Regions from separate parts of the Mus musculus genome. Here region 1 is linked to region 2. The links are chromatin contacts, called in public Micro-C maps. All regions are on one chromosome and are shown on one strand. The core of a region is the stretch at or near the end of the contact, and the rest is flanking DNA. Distances in the headings are between cores, read along the strand shown. Region 1 has its middle 13 kb from the start of Gm34679. Region 2 has its middle 37 kb from the start of Dgcr6.

Region 1 (4,561 bases), core at 1,168-3,667, 150 kb after region 2:
GTAAGTTCCAGGACAGCCAGGGCTACACAGAGAAACCCTGTCTCAAAAAACAAAATACAAAAACAAAACAAAAAAAAGCAAGCAAATGGTGCCCTGTGCCAGAGAGAAACCCATTGGCTTGAGCAGGGGGCACCGGCTTGTGAGCAAGACCTCTTCAGGGCACAGGGTGTGAGCCCTTCAGGACAGGACAGGCTCATAGTCACCAAGAACTCAGGAAGGGATGGCACCCTCAGTGGGGAGGGGGGGTGCAGACTCACACCAGGTTGGTCCTAAGGTACATCTTACTTGCCCAGGCTCATGGCAGCCCACCTCTCCCTAGGAAATCTGTCCTAGACTGAGAGTCTCCTGGCTGGAGAAGGGGGCAGGGAAAGATAGAGAAGAAAGAGCACAAAATAAGAGGTGGCACGCCCGTGTAGATGTTGGGGTCCTCCTGGGAGAGGGCTGAGACCCGTGTAGATGTTGGGGTCCTCCCGGGAGAGGGCCAAGGAGGCAGGACCAGGTGGCAGAATGCCCCATCACTCCCTGCCTTTCATTAATCTCTCAGCACTCAGGAAGCCAAGTACAAAGCCTGCTGAGACTGCACAAGCTCCCTGTGATGATGGGTGATGGGGAGAGTGGATGGAGGGTAGCCTGGCCCTGGCTGATGGAGTTGTGAGGCTGGGAAGGTGGACATACATGCAAGTAAAGGGATTGGAGGGGAGCCAACACTATGGTCCTTTGAACTCGTGGAATCCTTGTGCGTGACCCAGGGATCACAGCCTCTGACACTAACCCAAGGCTCTTGTGACCCTGTACCCAAGTTTGGGTCCACCAGTCAGGCTGTGACCACATCTTCTCAATACGGTTTCAGCACGGGTGGGGCCTCCACCTTCTCAATCCAGCTCATCCCCCAGCAAGCCAGGACAATCAATTATTCAGCTTCTGACTCTCAGCCTTCTCCGGTTAGTGCCTCGTAAAGCTAGAGAGATAAATCTCTCTGCCTGCATTCTTGGCACCTGACTGGGAGCAGGATACCCCTAGGGCAATGATAGGCCCTGCCCCAGACCCCCTCCCAGATCCCAGAGCCCGCGAGGAGCATTTCTGGCACCCTGCCGTTCCTTAGCTATTAAACCAATAACTCAGCAGAGACACTTCGGAGCAAACTGCACGGGTTCCCACCCCCACGACAGCAAGAGCCCTACCAACCATTACAACTGCAAGAGAGGCTGTCCCAGCAGACATGGTCCTGTCACACAGGCTGACTTCCAAAGGGACAAGGAGATACACCGAGACATATAGAGGGGAGCTGTCTGCATGCCTTCAGTCATATCAGATAACTGCTGAACAATCCCTGGTCACCCTGTTGAAAGGTAGCTCCAAGCACATCTTTCAAAAACCACTGGTTTAGAATCCTGCATGAAGCCACCTGCTTGCAAGGCCACCCTGATGGGACACTTACAAGCCTCCAGCAAGACATTTGTCCCCAGGAAAACTGATTACTTGATCCAAGGTCTGGAAGAATCTAGATTAGTTCCCCAGACCACATAACCAGGGAAGCATTTGTTGAGTGGCTGACTGACTTCACAAACTCTACAGACTCTGGCATGGCTCTGGCAAGAAGTGGAACAGAGACAAAAGGGACTAGGAAGCAAAATCAGAGACAGGGGAAAGGCAGAGGGGAGCTGAGTCCTACTCCCAGAGGCCTGTCCTCTGAGGAGGAGCAACCCCCATCCCTGCAGTGTCTCCTGCTTCAACCTCGATAGACACAAGACAAGACCTGGGCCATGCTGGTGGCAGCTCTGCTGACCTGATTCCTAGCCAGAGCCCCCTCCTGACTCCCACTCTGCTAACCTCTACAGGGCAAGGTCAATGTCCCAGCAATTACCATTAATAAGTTGAGGGACATTACCCTGGGTCCAACTCTAGTGTTAATTGAGACGGATCCTTTCTCCACTTGTCAACTAGTCTGGATGTAGCCACTGTTTCTACAGCTTGGTCCTGCTGCTTGCCTGATTCAAGCACCCTAGGCTGCCCCTATTCTGACTGGTAGCTCACCCAGTTCTCAGACCCTGCTGGGAGCCTATACCTTCCAGTACCTTCCCTGGGACTTTGACTGCCCTGGTGATGCACAAGTTCACCCTCTGGGAATTTCTACTCTAGCTGTGGGGCTCTCCCTGTCCAGACTCTCTGTGCACATAGGGAGTCTGTATCTTTCCTACTTCTAGGCCTCTGATTCTATTGTACCGTCAAACAACCGTTCCGTGCTGGTGTCTGAGCCAGGATCCAGTAGAGACACAGGACTCTATTCTTCCCAATGACAGGCCAAGTTGGAATCATGGGGTTTGTGGCCAAAAAACAAGGCTAGTCAGTCATTATGAGGCTCTGTGCTATACCACGTGTACGGTAACTTGCAACAAGTCACCAGATAGGGATGTCCTAGGGTGGAGCTATTCAGGAACAGTGAGTCACAAACAAAACTCTGGGGGTGGGACGTCCAAAAGACACCAACCAGATAACTGTTTCTGTGTGTCCTGGCATGCTCCGTCACTGGAGCCCAGGCTATTAAATCTGGTTCTAGACCCAAATACTCATCCAAATTACGAGAAAACAGTATAACATATCAAAAGAAATTAAAAGGTTAATTTACTTAAAGTTTTGGCCAAAAGTAGGGAGACAGAAACTTTAACTCTGTCCCCAACTTATCCATAGCTGCATCACAACATACAGATGAGTGACACAGAAGCCAGGCTGTCTCTGTCTTTGTTCAAGAGTCAGATCTAGCCCTGGTCCTTTCTGCCTTCCCACACAGAGTTTCCTGGGGGAATCCTGACTCATGCTACCTGCCTTCCTTATTAATGTCCTTCACCCACTTTCTTCTCTGCCTGAAGTGAAACTACTGAGAGATGGCAGACCTGTCACAATTTTGCTAATATTCACCTGCACTACAGACCCTCCCTCCCTCCTCCCTCCCTCCCTCCTTACCTTCCTTCCTTCTTTCTTTCCCTTCTTCCTTCCTTTCTGCAGGATTTCATGTATTCCAGGCTGGCCCTGAATTTGTTATGGAATCAAGAATGGCCTTGAACTTCTGACCTCCTGCTTCCAGCTCACAAATGCTGGTATTACAGATGTCTGCTGCCACACCTGTTTTATGCAGCTCTAAGGGTAAAACCCAGAGCTCTGTGTGTGCTAGGCAAACACTCTGCCAACTGAGCTAGGGAGCCCGGGCATGCATTTTCTGATAATGACACAGAGTTGAAAACCAGACACTGGGGGTGAGAGAAGGAATGGTGAGAGAAGCTGGTATTTCTAGAACATTCTCAGAGTGATGGCTGGTATATGAGTGGGGTACCATGAAGGCTGTTCTGCAGGAAATACATTTTGGCACCATGTCCAGTATTCAGGAGAATGGAGGTAGGATGCTAGTGAGGTAGGGAAGCAGTAGAGTTGAGGGGGAGTCCATAGGGACCTGATCTGTCTTCTTCATCCACAGAGTGGCCATGGAAACAAGGATAAAACCTCTGTAGTCACTGAGGAAGGCTGGGGCCACTCTTAGAGACAGGAGCCCAAATAAATGTGCTGAAGCCCCAGGGGCATGGACACACACAGTCAGGTGATGGGGATATAAGCAGGGAGGCCTTTAGAGCAGAGTTTGTACCTCACTGTGTGGGCTGCAGGTAAGACAGAGATGACAGAAAATAACTTCACCATTAAAAGGAACAGGAAGGAAAAAAAAGGAGGGAAATAGATGCCGAATCCCAGTGGGAAAGAACTTTCTAAGAAAAAAAGCCTAGATGAGTACACTTTGTGTGAAAGCTAAACTCTCAGCACCAAAGGAAACATCAAGGCAAAGGATGAGCAGCATGCAGGGTAAATGCTTGACACTGACACGACAAAAAATTAATACCATTACCACAGTGTGAGTTATGCTGAAGCAAAACTACTGAGAAAGATGTGTGTGCACTGCAGGTGAAACAAAGCATATGGCCTGTGTACACACAGAGATACTTATGCACACGTGCATGCACATACACACACATATGTACACACACATGTCTCACACACGTGTGCACACACATGCACTCACACACGTGCACACACACACACATTCACATGTGCTCACACACAAATATGAGCACACACACATACAGCAACATTCTGGCCTCTCTGCCTGTGTGGCAGTAGCCTCTCTTGTTCTGAGGTTCCAGTCAGCTTGTAAACTGATAGAGGTTATCAGTCACCCTTCATCCTAGGAACAGCCTTTCCTGGCTCTGTGCTGACCGAACATGTACACAGAGAGCCAGATCAGGACTCATGGGCTAGCAGCCTCAATGCTAGGAAAGTCAGAGCCGGAAACAGCACCTAAAAAACATTCTTGATAAAACCTCACCTGAGATAAACACAAAAAAATGGCCATTCTGGGAGAGGCATGAACTTGGAAGGGTGTGCACAGGACAAGGCTGGGAGGCAATAAGTAAACCGCCATCAGCAGTGAGGATTTCCATTCTTTAAAATGGGACTGGCGAGATGGCTCAGTGGGTAAGAGCACTGGCTGCTCTTCCAGAGGACCCAGGTTCAATGCCCA
Region 2 (4,442 bases), core at 14-2,513:
ATCCAGGCGTATGCATGGTCATAGCATTCTGATGGGGAGTGCTTCAAGTTGGGGAAAGGCCTGAGAGCTGAGCCACTTAGTCAGAGGAAGCAGTAGGGAGTCCCTCAATTAGTCAGCTGACCTCCAGGGGGACACTGAGAGGTAAAGACACTGGGAAAAAGAGACAGGATGTGGTCTGCCTCTCAGGAAAATGGCATAGCTAATTTGATCAGGATTGACCCAGGTCATTGCCACTTCTGGGCCAGCTCTTGCCCTTCTCTTGGCTCAGGCCTCATACTGGACATCTATCCCATAGCCACTTGGGACTGATAACACTTGGGAAATCGAGTAAAGGAGGCCCCTCACCTCTCACCGGAACATGAGCAGATGACTCACGTGTGAAACCTTCTGCTCCCAAGGAAGCAATATTTCACGTCTTGGGCCTATCACCCTCTCTCCATGTGTAAAACGGGGCACAGCTACTGCTCAACTCACAAGTCACCCCACAGGGTCAACATAGAATCACATGGGTGATAACAGATCCTCTGTGAAAGCTACAAAGCATCAAGCCACGGGAAGCCTAGATTGTAATACATCTTCTGTGTCACGTCTACCCCACGTTTCCTTGTCCATCCCGCACATCGGGCTCACGCTCTGGGCCCTTGATGGGATGCAGCACTCATTCTTCCTCAGGCTTTGTCTGTGTTTTGTTTTACACCTTACAGCACTAGTAACTGGGCCCTGAGAGCATTCCAGTACCACAGAGCAGGAACCAAGGACAGAACATCAGGTGTCTTCCCCATGTCACACATTGGCTCATAAGTGGAACCTGAGGACAGGCTAGCCAGCAATCATGCCCAGGCTTTGCTTACTGTGTTGCTTCCTCTCAGTGAGAGCGGTGTCTTTCAGTCAGTCCCATGAATGCTTTGTTCATAAGTTCACAGCACACTTCGAGAGATCCATCTTCCTAAGCCTTGCTTTGCATATCAAGACTGAGACTCAAAGCAAAGACTGTGAGCTCATGGAGTGGGTGTGCTCCCAGCAGCTCTCAGCCTGGCTTCTGTCCACATGCCCAGCCAGTAGGTCAGACTTCAGTCAGCAGAGACCTGGGAGCCCAAAGACTTTCCTTTACACAGCTGAAGCCTGGAGCCACCTTCCTGACTTTTTTGAGCCTAACTGCTTGTCTCCAGATAAGGTTTGTTAGGGAAAACTGCCCATGTGGGCAGTTGGCTTAGAACGCTCTGAATTCTGAGCCCGTTAGGGGTCCAGCAGACAACAGGCCTTCCAGGGTGGTCGGCGCTAGAAGGCAGTGGGAATCTGGGCATGCCTCACCCCTGGATGTTCATAGGTCTCCATCCTGCAGAAAGGCATTATCTGTCATGTCAAAGGGTGAAATATCCAAGAGGTGACTCAGAATTTGTGCCATTCTGTGAAGCGAGGGCCTTTCTCCAGGAAACCACCCATTTCCCTGTCATCATCGTGAGGCAGGAGGATTTGGGAAAACCATGATAGGTCCTAGGTTTGCTATCCAGAGCATGACCCAGAGATCTCCAGATGGTGAGAGGGTCTCTGCCGTTATGGAACTAACAAGTTTCTCTACCCTGCAGTCATTATTGCCCGGCGATGTGATCTGGGGAGACCCCCTTAGTCTGAATTGCTGTGTGCTCGGCCTTAAGGTAGGAGTTGCTGCCATTCGAATCACATGACACAGCTGGCTTTGCCAGCAGCTACAGAGTCTCCAACCTCTGCAGAGTTCCAGTAAGGCTCTACCCACTCTGGAGCTGTGACTGTGTGCCTTCTCTAGATGTCACCTTGACAACAGGTCTTGTTAATTCTTCCAGACACATAACTGAAAAAAAATTTTTTGGTAATTCTTAGAAAGTACCAGACTTTTTTTCTTCAAAGTTTTTTTCCCCCAGTTTATCTTCAAAATAATGAAATACCATCAAGAAGGTCCTGTTAACATTTCCACATTGAAGAACAGGGAAATGAGACACTTAGGGGCTAAATACTGCTCCAGCTTTGACTGATGGCCACCAGGAATGGGTGGGTGATCACACGTCTCTATGTTTCACTGTTTACCTTATCTCAACGGAGGCTTCTCCACTAGTGTCTCTAGATAAAGCACGGATCTCATCCCTCATCAAACAAGTTTCTTTTTGCAGCCAATGGAGGCTATTACAGAGAAACAAAACAGGTCAAGGTGCTGAGGGAAAGCAACAGAAAACAGTCCAGCCTCAAATGGGAGGACGTGTGTAACACACCCATACCGTAGGCTCAGGGAATGCCATGGAAGAGGAGGACACCTGCAAGATCTGCTTTGAGACAGCGTCTTCTGGACCTGACAGGATCTGTTCCATGAACTCCCAACACAAGACCACAGCAGTCACACGTCAGTGTGAGATGGGGACAGGTTCACAAGGCGTGAAGAGCTACAGTGGCCAATAGCTGCTGAGAGCAGAAGAACCAGCTCTCTTCAGGGATGGGGCCCTGGCAGTTGCCCATCCAAGCCTAAGTACATATGGGAGCACCAACTGGGCTCAGTAGGAGATACATCAAATCCATTACTTCTTCTATAGTTAGATATGTATATATTTTACAAATATATAATTCTATAATTATATGCCTCTATAACTATGAGTATATGTACACCTCTAATTATATATCTATGTATACATATATAGTTATACATGTATATATAATTATATATACATTCTATATATATTCTGTCTTAGGGTTTTACTGCAATGAACAGACATCATGACCAAGGCAACTCTTACAAGGACAAAATTTAATTGGGGCTGGCTTACAAGTTTAGAGGTTCAGTCCATTATCATCAAGGTGGGAACATGGCAGTATCCAGGCAGGCATGGTACAGGCAGAGATGAGAGTGCAACATCTTCATCTGAAGGCTGCTAGTAGAATACTGGCTTCCAGGCAGCTAGGATGAGGGTCTTAAGCCCATGCCCACAGTGACACACCTACTCCAACAAGGCCACACCTTCTAATAGTGCCACTCCGTATTCTCTCTCTCTCTCTCTCCATATATATATATATATATATATATATATATATACACACACACATACACACACACACATATATAATAGAAGTCATGAATTTGAGCAGGGGTCTGGTGGAACACATAGTAGGAGCTGGAGTGGCAAGACGGAGGATAGTAACTGATAATTCTCATGTATGAAAGTCTCAAAAATTAAAATGAAGTAAAGTATTTCTATATATTCAATATTTGGGGGTATTTAAAACACACACTGTGGTGGTTTGAATGAGAATGGCCCCAGAGACTTATATATTAAATGCTTGGTCCCCAGTTGGTGGAACTGTTTTGAGAAGAATCAGGAGGTGTGGACTTGTTAGAGGAGGTGTGTAGGTGTGTCACTGGGGTGGGCTTTGAGGTTTCAAATGCTCACATCAGACCCAGTCTCTCTCTCTCCCTCCCTCCCTCCCTCCCTCCCTCCCTCCCTCCCTCTCTCTCTCTCTCTCTCTCTCTCTCTCTCTCTCTCTCTCTTTCTCTGCCTCTTGCTTTCGGATCAGTTATAAACTCTCACACCATGTCTTCTGCCTGCCTGCCTGCCTCTATGTCTTTCTGTCTTCCTACTTGCTTCCCCCTCCATGCCCCACCTTTTTTTCCCACTGTGGTGATGCTGGACTCACCCTTTGAAACTTTACAGTTTTATGCAAGCCTCCAATTAAATGTTTTTTTTTTTCCTATAAGTTGCCTTGTTCATGGCATCTCTTCACAGCCATAGAACACACTAAGACACACACCAAAGTCTGCTGTCCTCAGCTATACTGTGGTCCAGTGGCTCCCTAGTAGCTAGAAATAAAGATATTCAAGCAAACTCCTGCCAGTAAGATCAGCTGCCGTCTCCATGTGTTTCCTGGCCCCTCGACGAAGATCATGGAAAAGATCAGAGTGGATGGGCAATGGATTCAGAGTGTGCGTGTGGGGTGATCCCTGATAAAGAAAACAAGCTGTCTTCCCACTCAGAAACATCGAATAAAGTGACTGGCAGAGAGCTTGGTGGAGTCTCAAATATTCCACCCACCTACTCAGCTCAGGAAGCCTGTAGGAATCAGGATAGTTAATTTGATGCATTATATTGGAGACAAATCACAAAAATGTTATGCCCTGTGAGATAAAATTCATATTTTATAAAACCCATGTGATGGTTTAATATGATTGGCCCAGGGAGTGATACTATTAGGTGGTGTGGCCTTGTTGGAGAAAGTGTGTCACTGTGGGGGTGGGCAATAAGACCCTTCTTTTCACTGTCCCTGAAACCCTTCTGTTTGCCTTCGGTACAAGATGTAGAACCCTCAGCTCCTCCTACTCCATGCCTGCTTGGATGCTGCCATGCTCCCTGCCTTGATGATACTGGACTGAACCTCCGAACCTGTAAGCCAGTCCCAATTAAATGTCCTATGTAACGTTTGCTTTG

The links. Hi-C and Micro-C count contacts between places; a contact is called where the count stands out from the background.
Region 1: a contact with region 2 is called in a Micro-C map of the HL-1 cell line, with 4 times the contacts expected there. The contact joins two enhancer-like sites. A contact is called at or near these places in 2 of 15 datasets of contacts at CTCF or cohesin (both in the NIH/3T3 cell line), 7 of 484 Hi-C or Micro-C datasets (CD4 T cells, the CH12 cell line, the HL-1 cell line and 3 more), 1 of 115 datasets of contacts at active chromatin or transcription factors (the NIH/3T3 cell line) and 1 of 9 other capture datasets (embryonic stem cells).

What each region holds. Positions count from the first base shown.
Region 1 is chr16:18,180,579-18,185,139 of GRCm38.p6, forward strand. No RefSeq gene overlaps it. Among named protein-coding and RNA genes, the nearest start is that of Gm34679, 13 kb to the left of the region's middle. Within about 2 kb of position 2,418, at least 22 of the 459 cell types and tissues checked have an H3K27ac peak or open chromatin away from gene starts, as enhancers often do. A contact at or near this core is called in the HL-1 cell line, where this site is marked.
Region 2 is chr16:18,027,433-18,031,874 of GRCm38.p6, forward strand. No RefSeq gene overlaps it. Among named protein-coding and RNA genes, the nearest start is that of Dgcr6, 37 kb to the right of the region's middle. Within about 2 kb of position 1,264, at least 4 of the 459 cell types and tissues checked have an H3K27ac peak or open chromatin away from gene starts, as enhancers often do. A contact at or near this core is called in the HL-1 cell line, where this site is marked.